Linked DNA regions of Mus musculus: region 2 is linked to region 1. A link is a contact called in public targeted proximity ligation data. All regions are on one chromosome and are shown on one strand. The core of a region is the stretch at or near the end of the contact, and the rest is flanking DNA. Distances in the headings are between cores, read along the strand shown.

The links.
Region 2: a targeted proximity ligation map of bone marrow-derived dendritic cells shows a contact between it and region 1, with 2.5 times the contacts expected there. A contact is called at or near these places in 2 of 130 datasets of targeted methods (bone marrow-derived dendritic cells and microglia).

The regions. Positions count from the first base shown.
Region 1 is chr19:11,333,070-11,338,668 of GRCm38.p6, forward strand. Ms4a7 (membrane-spanning 4-domains, subfamily A, member 7) reads right to left here and starts at 3,077. Exons shown (of 7, transcript NM_027836.6): 1 at 2,938-3,077; 2 at 138-297. The coding sequence starts at 284.
Region 2 is chr19:10,840,114-10,845,712 of GRCm38.p6, forward strand. It overlaps Slc15a3 (solute carrier family 15, member 3), which reads left to right and starts at 2,431. Exons shown (of 8, transcript NM_023044.2): 1 at 2,431-3,465. The coding sequence starts at 2,908.

The sequences.
Region 1 (5,599 bases), core at 1,827-4,326:
ACTCCATTTCACATTCTGGTTTGTTTGTGGAATCAGTCAAAACAGGTCAAGGATTCTTCCAGATTCACTATAGCTTTGTAGTCTGGACACAATCTTAATGTTTCTCCAGCATTCTCCTTCTAATGAGATTGACTTACTCCAAGAACTGTGGCTTCACTAGGCACTCCAATCAGCAGGTCATCTTCTTTTTCATATGTATGTCCAGTTTTCTCTCTTTTGTGGATAATGATGTCCTTTGGAAAGCAGTCCCACCCAATGTTCTTGGTGCCAAGCTGTAGACGCATGGTGCCAGGGATGCTAGAAGAGGCAATGGACTCAGTTAGTCCCCAGGGTTTGACTCACAAACACCCACAGGCACCAGGGTCTGCAGGGAGTGAAGAAAGATGGGTTTGTTTGTTTTTTAGGTAAGAATTGAGTACATTCAGGGTTGGATGACCATGGTCTGGCTTGCTGTTTTACAAACAAAACTGGATGTGGCTTTCAGGGGAAGCATAGAATAGACTGCACTCTATCCATGATGGGCAAGAAACATTCTATTGGGGAAAATTGCAAACATTTCCAGGAACTCCACAGTTAGGAGATTAGTAATCCAAACAGATTACCTGCAGCAGAGCGTATTCACCTCACTGCCTGTCCCCCAAAGCCTTTACTTTCAGCCCCCTCTCTCTACCTCTTGTACCTCTGCCTCCCCTATCATACAGTATTTTAATCACATCTCCCAGGACATCACACTGAAGCTACCTTTATGCTATCCAGTCCTCCACTCTTCATTTTCTCTGCATTAGATTAGTAAGTGCTTTCCAGTTTATAAAAAGAACATGTCTAATCCAGAATGTGCCCTTTGCTTCTACTAGCTTAGTAACTATCAATATAAACACTTAAGTCACACTGCATTTCAGGAACTAGAATATCAAAGCTCTTAATCCTTCAAAGAGTCTTATCTCCTAGATGTTATTAAGTCTATTTCATATCTTAGCAATCCAGGACTAATAAGTTCATTTCATTAAAAGAATGTTTTAAAAAGCACTTATCTGCTGCATCTCATGTTTAACACACTGTAGCAAATATAATTATTGTTAGTCTATGTTCGTAGAACTTGCAGGTACTTGAGCTATGTCTTCTGGGCTGCAGATCTTGCAATATTTCCTTCTATGTGACATTAATTCTCATTTGCCTTTTCTTTCTTCCTAATAATATTAACAGCTCCACTCAAGAAACAAACAGTCCCTCACCAGATCAACATTACCAAATGAACCCCGGATTCTTGTTACCAGTGGGGCAGATGGGGATGGCACTGCATTGGAAGCCAAATGTTGGTTGTATCTGAAGCATTAGCTATCATTCATGAGTTCAAAGTCTGCCCCTAGGAGTGGCTATGATCCCGGGGAAGTGTGGTAAAGGTGTCTCTTTCCAGAACTGCCCCAATATGGAGAAACCTGGATTTCGAATTGATCTTTGTTGCTAAGTATATCAACACAATCCCCTTCAGGTTCTCATTTCTTTCTTGGATTTGCCAGGTCTCATATCTAAGAACTATATTGCATGCTTTTTTCTAAGCTCCCTGTTAGGAGCTGGATGCCAATTTGATGCTCTCTAGCCTGTTAACATCATGTGCATTTATTTCCTGTTATTTTAAAATTGACCATTTGTTAAAAAGAACATATAACAACAATGTCAGCTAAAAAGAAATATAGTTTGCATGAATCAAAATGTTCCTGACTCCCCAACAAATAATACGAAGTCACCAGTTTCATTCTTCTTTGTGTTCCTTTTCTCCTCTCTTCAGTTCTCTCTCCTCTTTATGTAAGATTTTACACAAATTATAACACTGTACAAATGGTCATTCCAACCATTTAGAATTCTTATCAATCTTTGACTAATTACAATAGCCTTAAGTATAAAAGGCAAACGTTATATTCTGACATGCTGCAAACATTGTTAAACCTCAAAAACAAAATCTTAAATGAAGTCAAGGAAGTCAGATGCTGCGTGGTTCTACTTATGAGGTACCCCTACTACTCAGTTTTGTAGAAAAGTAAAATGGTGGGGGAGGGGTGGGTGAAGAGCAGTTGTTTAGTGGATTGTCATGGGGGTGCCAAGCATGAATGAATCGAATGCCACTGAATCACACACTTCCAGTAGTTAGAACGCTACAGTTATGTAATTGGATTTTAAACTAGAATTAAAAATCCAAATGATAAATTCAAATGAATGCATTTCATTAGACTGAATGTATAATCATGGTCATTTTGGTTCCTTCTATTTTTGTTATCACTATGAACAATGCTGTAAGAAACACCTGTGCATTTTAAAACACATAGAACTTATGCTTATTTTATATGTTCAATTATCTATTTATGATAGCATATAGAGATGTATTTCCTGAATTTAAGCTATTCTTAAAATATGGCTATTTTGGAAGGAACTCTACATAATGATGTTTCTTACATTTTATAGTATGTCTGGCAACTGACACCATCACCTCCCAATCCAACTATGCTTTGTTCTTCACCATTCATTATGTTCACATGAAGTGGGAATGGCCCTTAGCTTTCGAAAAGAGTTCCAAAATCTCTTCTATTCAGGCAAACACCTCTGCACACAGTGCTTTTCTGTGTTGCAATGTTAGATTAGAACCATAGTTTCCAAGTTAAACATTTTCTCAAATGTCAGTCTTCTTTGAGAACATGTTTTATAAGACTAAGTGGCAAGAGTAGGGAAATTAAGGGAACTAACTATATAAGGTCATCACTTCAAATCTCAACTGATCTCAAAGGTGCTTTCCTTTTTGACAAGTAAGTAAACTGAGGCTTCAAATGGGCCTCACCAACTATTGCAAGTGGTCAACAGAAAAAACAGGATGAAAATCCATTTCCCAGACTGTCTATTTAGAGCACAACATCTCCCAGTGGTACGATTCCAACCCAAAGTTCCTACCTGTCCTCACAGCCCTGTCCTGTGTGCTGCAGCTCCTGGGCCTGCTCACTCTGCTCCTGGGAGAACTCAGACTCAACCTCTTACCAGCTGTTTCCTCCAGAAGTTGCACTGTCTGCCTTTGACACTCAGTCATTTTGTGTGCTTTCCCCGGAAGTACTCGTGATTACACAGGGTGTGAGTTTGCAGTAATTACAAGTAGTAGGAAAACGAAGAGCTGCTCTGCTTCCCCTTTCTGAAGTTTGAGGTTTGGAAAAATAACACAAAATAAAATCATCTCACGAAACAAATTTGGTCAAGTAGGGAACGATTCCTTGCATTTCTATATTGCATTAAGTCTGTCCCCTTCTGAATGAGAGATATTAGAATTCACCGTCTGACTTACAGAATTAATGAGGAAGGGAGTAAGGAGTTCATGAAAATCAGAGTTATTGGATTTGAGAACATTTGGACTTGAGAGAGCTTATTGATATGGAGATAATTTCCAGCTGGTTGGAAACCACTTTTAAAAGCGTAAACCTCAGTAGCAGCTCCCAAGGTTAATACTTGTTTCTTCCAATGGAGTATCACTGAATATACAAACCACACTCAAGGGAGTAGACGGCCATCACAAAACGAACTCCATGGTATTTTTGGAGATGTTTATCTCATAATGTTTTGCTTGGCCACTGTTTTTTTTTTAAACCTTAACTTGTATTTTGATTATCCTTATGGCATCTGATTTTTTTGTTTTCTGGCTTTGTTTGTGTGTCTCTCTGCATGTGTATGTGTTTCTTGTGATTTTTCTCTTTTATTTACTCTATTTCTCTGTTTGCTTTGTTCTATTCTGGTTTGTTTATTTACTGGCCTGTTTGGTTTCTAAAGAGAGAAAGACATGGAGTTGGAAGGGTGGGGAGGTGAAGATCTGGGAGGAGGAGAAGAAACAGTGGTCAGAATATACTGTAGAAAAGCAAATTTCTATTTTCAATAAAAATATTTTTAATTAAAATGAAGTATGTCTCAAAATAGCTCCAAAATAAGTTAAAAACAAGAACAAGCAGAAATCCAGTCCATACCTGTTGCATAAGTCTAAAAGAGGATGGCCTATAAGATGACAAAAGGAAGTAGAAGAGGAATACTATAGAGAGGAAGAGAAAGATGGAGATTCCAATGCCATGCTAGATGCTCATATACAACTAGTGTACTTGAAGCTAAAACTGTTATTGATATAAATCAGCATGGCTCCAAGAAGTTCTGAGCAGACAAACACGAATGGTCAGGCTTTATGTGTGCTGTAAGAATGACTTTGTTTCAAACCTGAGCATAAATTAATTACTTTGACTTGTTTGTTTTGTTTAGTTTTAATTCTACGCGATAGCACGAACCCTTTATTTGTAGTCTTGCTTTCTGTGGTTTCATTATCCACAGTTCACCACAGTATAAAATGTTCATAGATAGTTGTAAACACAAAGATTTGTTAGTTTTAAGTTTCCGTTCTGTGAAGTGTGGTGAAATTGTACCATAAGTGAGACAGACAGACAGAGAATTCAAGTTAACCACAGCATATTATAATTGTTCTCTGTATGTATAGGATATGTGGTACAGAGCCATGCAGTTTGAGACATCCACTGCTGATTTTGATATATATCTTCTGAGAATCGGGTTGGGGAGGAGTGAGCCCAATATACCTTAAGTATCTAACCAACTTACACTTAGAGAATAGGGACTTTCTAATAATACATAAGGCAACTGTATAAGTAGAACCAAGTGTTTCCTCTGCTTGACTTCACTGACTGTCTTGTGAAAGCCTAGCCAGCCCCTTGGTGCTCCTTCACTGTCACCTTTATCGTTTCTCATTTGGAACTTCTCAAGTCATGACTTCAATAAAATCCTTAAAATGTTATTGTACCTCAGTTTACTTTGAAAGTGTCCTTGACAAGTCACCCACACTCCAGTAGAAGGGCACACAGTAACGAATATTTGGGCAGCACAAATTGGATTTGTTGAGAAAAAAGGAATACAAGGATACAAAGGACACAAAGTTTTGGAGGAAGGGAGATGGGAGAGGTCTTGGAAGAGTGGGATGAAGGTGAGTACTATCAAAACACAGTGTCTTAAATTCTCAAAGAAAAATAAAATATAGGAAAAAATGTTTCAGACTTCATGCCAACTGCAGACTAAAAGCTAGTCCTCTGGAGAGCACAAACGAACTATTTGAAACAAGTGTATTGTCCAAAGTTTATTTCTTAGCTTCAGGAAGTTGAACAGGGTGTAGTGAGATTGAAGTATAAAATAAATGTTGCTGAGGTACATTTTGGATGGAGATCATTTTTTGGAAGGTAAATGTTGACCATATACATAAATAAAAATTAGAAATTTACATGCAACACCTATACTAGTAAATGCATGTACTTATTATTGGTTGAGTGAGATAGGGATTTTGCCTGAGCATCATTTAAACATGAAGATGACATTTCATATCAATAAAATGACCTTTTAGCTCTCTGTAATGGCTCACAGCTAAGTTCCCAGAACTTGGGAAGATTTTGAGTATGATGCCAGCTTGGGTTACATAGTGAACTCTGGAGCCCTATAGTTGGATAGAGAGGTCATAGGCCTTAGAGGAGAAGCTGCTATTAACATTTTGCTAAATTCATATTATGCCCAACTACCTTCTAAATACCTT
Region 2 (5,599 bases), core at 1,181-3,680, 490 kb before region 1:
TTTCTTTGTTTCTTTCTTTCTTTGTTTCTTTCTTTCTTTTTTCTTTACTCTTGCTATGTAGCCAAGTTGGTTCTGAGCGCATAGAGATCTACCTGCCTCTGTCTCTGCCTCCTGAATTCTGGGGTTAGAAGTATGTGCCTCCATTCCTGGCCTTGCCTCTCTGTCTATCTTAGTCAGATTATATTATCCCTCTCTACAGTGAACCATATGCCCCCGTGGATTCTTTTTCTCTGTCACAGCTGGGCTTCTTCTTCCCTGATATAAAATGTTAAAAACTGGGATGAAAGGGCTGGAGAGATGGTTCTGAAATTTAAAGTCCTGGCTGCTTTGCTAGAGAAAAGGTTTGGTTTGGTTTCCAGCAGCCACATGATAGCTCACAACTGTCTCTTACTCTAATTCCAGTGGATCTGATGCCCTCTTCAGACCCCAGAGAGGACCAGGCACTCATGTGGTATACATATATATACATACATACTTACGTGTAAAACATTCACACACATAAAACAGAAATAAATGCATCTTTAAAAATAAAAGAATGAATAAAAAACAGGCTTGGCGTGTAGCTCAATTTGTAGAGTGGAGGCCTAGCATGCCCAAGGTCCAGAGTTTAATGACCAGCACCACATATATTGGGCATGGTGACACACACCTATAGTCCTAGTACTCTAGAGGTGGAAATGGAAAGATCAGACGTGCAAGATCATCCTTGGCTACATCGTGTGAGTTACAAGCCAACCTGGCCTACATTAAGACCTTGCCTCAAAAACCAAACAAACAGGGCCAGAGTGAGCCTCGCTGGAGTGAGTGGACAGGAGCTAGCAAAGGTCCTGAGTTCAACTCCCAGTAACCACATGGTGGCTCACAACCATCTGTACAGCTACAGTGTACTCACATACATTAAACAAACAAACAAACAAACAAATATTTTTTTAAAAAAAACAAGCAAACGGAGAGTTGAGAGTTAAGAGCACTGACTGATCTTCCAAAGAATTCAGTTCAATTCCCAGCAGCCATATGACAGTTCACAGCTATCTGTAACTCCAGTTCCAGGGGATCTGCAACCCTCACACAGACATACATGCAGGCAAAACACTAATACACATAAAATAAAAATAAAAAATAAATATATATGCAAATAAAATAATAAAAATTACACATACACGTTTAAAACCCATGTGTTTGATGGTGACTCTGGCTTTTTAGCAAAGGTGTTTATTTTAGTTTTTAGCTTTCTGATGTTGTTCTTGCTGCTGCTTAAACCACTCTCATTCTCTGTCATTTATTCAACCAATATTTAATGAATGGCTGCCATTGCTAAGCACTGGGAAGTACTAGGAATGTTCTCAAATGTGCCTGCCTCAATAGTGAGCCCTTTCCCACCATGGGGTAGAGCATAAAACAGTAACTAAGCCACCAAGGTTGAGCTGAGATAGTGTGACCTGCTGCGTGTGATGGTGAAAATCCAACTGGGCAGTTGCTAACCTCAGAGCATCTGGGAAGGCCCCTGGGAGAGAGATCTTTCCACCTAAATAAAGAGAAAGTAGCCTCACGAAGGGCTTGAGGAAGAGCCTGTCTGGACAAGAGACAGCAGAGCAAGTCACTGAGCCAGCCTGGGAGGCGAGCAGAAAGATCAGCAGACCACACTAAGTGGGTTGCGATGAGGTCAGCGCCCTTTAAACATTTAGGTCAAGAAGTGGCTGACTCTTCTTTATTTTCCTGTAGGGCACCAGGGGATCTGAGTAAGGGGTGGCTGTGATTTAGTCTGAGGTCAGTGCCCCTGTCAATCTTGTGGCTCCCATATGGCGCCACTTCCTTCCCCTCTACTGCTTTTGCAATGCAACGTTCATGTCAGCACTTCTTTTGACATAGGCTGTTGTGGGCCCTGAGGCTCAGATACCAGGATCCAGTCACTTCTCACCTCCTTTCCCCACCCCTACTGGGCTTTGTCTCTGCATCTGTGAAGGGACACCTGGGCCTACCAAATGCTCCATGTGGCCTTCACAGATCCAATGGACTGGTCTCAGCGTCACCACCCCATGTTAGTGCTGAAGGAGCCTGAAACTCCTCCACACGTGGCTCCCTGGGCAGAAGATGCCTCTCAGTGTCTGCCTGCCTCATCCAAAGTCCCCAGCTACGGAGACGATCAAACTCGAGCGGAGAAGGATGCTTTAGGGTGGAAAGGGAAATGGGTTGGAGTGAAACTGAAAGGAAGGCTCCCTTCCTGGCCCCCGGAAAGCCTGCAGACGGGCTAAGAGGGCAGGCAACAGTCCAGGAGAAGGGAGATTTTTAGAAAGCTGGATGAGAAGGGACCCTGTGACCCACAGACTTTCATTTCTCCTAAATACCGGGTGACGTAGGCAGCCACAGGGCCAGTAAAAAGGGGAAGCCCAGGGTTTCTTAAGAAGCAGAAAAAGGGACAGAGGCTAAGCTGAGAGGAAGAGCCAGAGGGGACTAAGGAAGGAAGAGAAGCAGTCAAGCAAAAAGGAGTGTGTAGAGGAGGTGGCCGGGCCAGGGGAGACATTGAGGCCCAGGTATCATAAGAGAAGGGGACAATTAGAAAAGGCAGTTAACCGGGGACACTAGAGGAAAGGGGGGCCGGGAGGATAAGGTAGTGGAGCAAGCAGGATGATGGGGTAGGGTTGGGGGGGGGGGGGTAGACTAGGCCAGAGCAGAGGAAGGAAAGGAGACGATTTGATAGAAGCACAGGGGAGATGAACAAGAAGAACTGGGAGGGGAAGGAGTGAGTGGAGAGTTCAAGTGGAGATAGAAACTAGGTAGCAAGGAGAGGGACCTGAGGGAAAAAGAGAGAGAGAACGACACGGGGTGAGAAAAGAGGGCGATCAGGGTTAGGGGAGAGGAGGGGAGGACAGAGGAGAGAGTCTGGGTCACGGAGACAGGAAGGCCAGGATGTCTGCCCCTCGCGCGGAAGAGCAACCAAGCAGGTCCGGAGAGCGACAACCGCTGGTGGCCCGAGGCCCGCGGGGACCACGACGGTGGAGACGGACAGCTGCTGCTGCGGTGCTGCTAGTGCAGATGCTGGAACGCGCTGCCTTCTTTGGTGTCACCTCCAACCTCGTGCTCTACCTCAACAGCTTGAACTTCAATTGGGACGGCCAACAGGCATCACGGGCCACACTCCTCTTCCTAGGCGCCTCCTACCTGCTGGCTCCAGTGGGGGGCTGGCTGGCAGACGTGTACCTGGGACGCTTCCTCACTATCTCGCTCAGCCTGCTGCTCTATCTGGCTGCCTCTGGCTTGTTGCTCACCACCATCACCAATGATGGCCGCAGATCCTTCTGTGGAGAGATGCCCGAGTTGCCACTGGAACCTGCCTGCCCATCCTCAAGCTGCCAAGGCTCCTGGTCCAGCCCCTACTGCGCGACCACCCTCTACTTGGTGTTGCTGCTCCTGGCCCTGGCTGCCAGCTCCGTCAGGAGCACCCTCACCTCGTTCGGGGCTGACCAGGTGAGTGGTCAGAGGCATTGTGCCACGGAGGCCAAGGGGGACTGGAAATCCTGAGATGGAGGTTCTAGCCTCCAGAGGGACTTCAGGCAAACTACTTCCCCTCTCAACATCAGTTTCCTTATATGAAAACAGATGGGCTGCTTGCTCTAGAAAGAGTCAGGAGGACTCAGGAGGACTAGCCACAGCTCCCATGGCCCTCTGAGCCATGCCCCATGCCCCATGCCTATTGCCTTTTATTCTTTAAGACAGAGTCCCAATTTTCTAGGCTGGCCTCCAACTTGATTTGTGCCTGTGGAGAGCTATGGACTCCTGAACCTCCCATGGTGCTAGCTACCATGTCTGCCCCAGTGATGTGTGTGTGTGTGTGTCTGTCTTTCTTGTTTTAACCTACACCTCTGTAACCCAGATCAGTCTAGAATTCATTAAGGAGCCCAGGTTGGCCTTGCATTTGTGGCTATGCCCCTGACTCAGACTCCTAGGTGCTAGGATTTCAAATGCGAGCCACCATGCCTAGTTCCTTTCCATGTTTTTTTTTTTTTTAAAGATTTATTTATTTATTTATTATATGTAAGTACACTGCAGCTGTCTTCAGACACTCCAGAAGAGGACATCAGATCTTGTTACAGATGGTTGTGAGCCACCATGTGGTTGCTGGGATTTGAACTCTGGACCTTCGGAAGAGCAGTCGGGTGCTCTTACCCACTGAGCCATCTCACCAGCCCCCTTTCCATGTTTTAATGTGGTCCTCTTAACTATCCCCCAGGTGAGTAGTGTTGTAGCCCCTCAACTTATCTCAGATGACAGAGAGCAGGTCCCGAGGGACGGTGAAGCAGCTGAGTCTCAGGTCCTGGCTTGAGCCCTGTCTGAGTGTGTCACTGGGACTTGGGTGCAGGTGCAGGAGCCAGCCAGCCTTTTCTCACCCAGAAACAGCAGAGGCAGTGGGTAAATGACTGACAAAGTCTTGCCAGCATGGCTCCGTTTGGGTAGCTGTGCACAAGTGGGATTGTTGATAATAAACACTAGGAAGGGATATTATTAAAACAACCACACACGGTGTGAATAATCACAGGTGGAATGCAGAAACACAAATAGACAGCCATGGGAAAGATGAGGTGTCCATAGAAGGGGGGACAGGTGACGGTGGCAGTGTGTTCAGGCTACTGGGCGCTCTGTACTTCTCTCTCATTTACTCTGCCCTCCTCAAAAGCACTCACAGTTTTAAATGAGGTGTCTTCTGGCTGGCATCCACAATCCAGCGCCCCTACTGTGACCAGAGTCCTTTACTAAGGACTTCCCATGATTTTTAATAGCACTTATTGTATTGCTTATGTGTGTTTGTGTCTTTGCAAGTGAGTCCATGTGCACACATGTGAGCAGATGCATAGGAGAGGCTACAGAAGGTGCCAGGTCCCTGGGAGTTTGAGTTATAGGTGTTGGTGAACATCCTGAGACCAGGAGATTCCCAACACTCACTGAAAGGAATGTTCCTTCTTCTATTAACTTGTACTCTTTGATTGATATCCCACCTATTTACCCACTCCCAACTGTCCTGAAACCCTGGCGTAGATAGGGATGGCTGACTATTAACAGGGGCTAGTAGAGTTGGGCGGTGGTGGTGCACACCTTTAATCCCAGCACTTGAGAGGCAGAGGCAGGCGGATTTCTGAGTTCAAAGCCAGCCTGGTCTACAAAGTGAATTCCAGGACAGCCAGGGCTGCACAGAGAAACTGTGTCTCGAAGAAACCAAATAAATAAATAGATAAATAAACAAATAAAACCAAAACAAACAAACAAACAAAAACAGGGGCTAGTAGGCAAGTAATTGACCTACTCTATAAAACTGAATACAAAGAAAAATGTATTGATATTGAATGTGATACCCGGGAGAGCAGGCTGGGAAGTAGCTGTTATGCTGCCTACAGTACAGGGTAATAATGTGTGAGTCTTCATTTGGTTAGAATGAGTCTCTTTGTGGGCATTCCAGGCATGTGATTTTGGGCCCCATGAAGGAAGACAGCTCAGATGGGGAGTGCACAGTTCTGAGAGGTTAGCACGAGCTGCTATATATAGAATTTTCTGTTGGGTAATATTAACTATGCAAATGAGAGTTATGCAAATCTAGGTAGTTCCTATT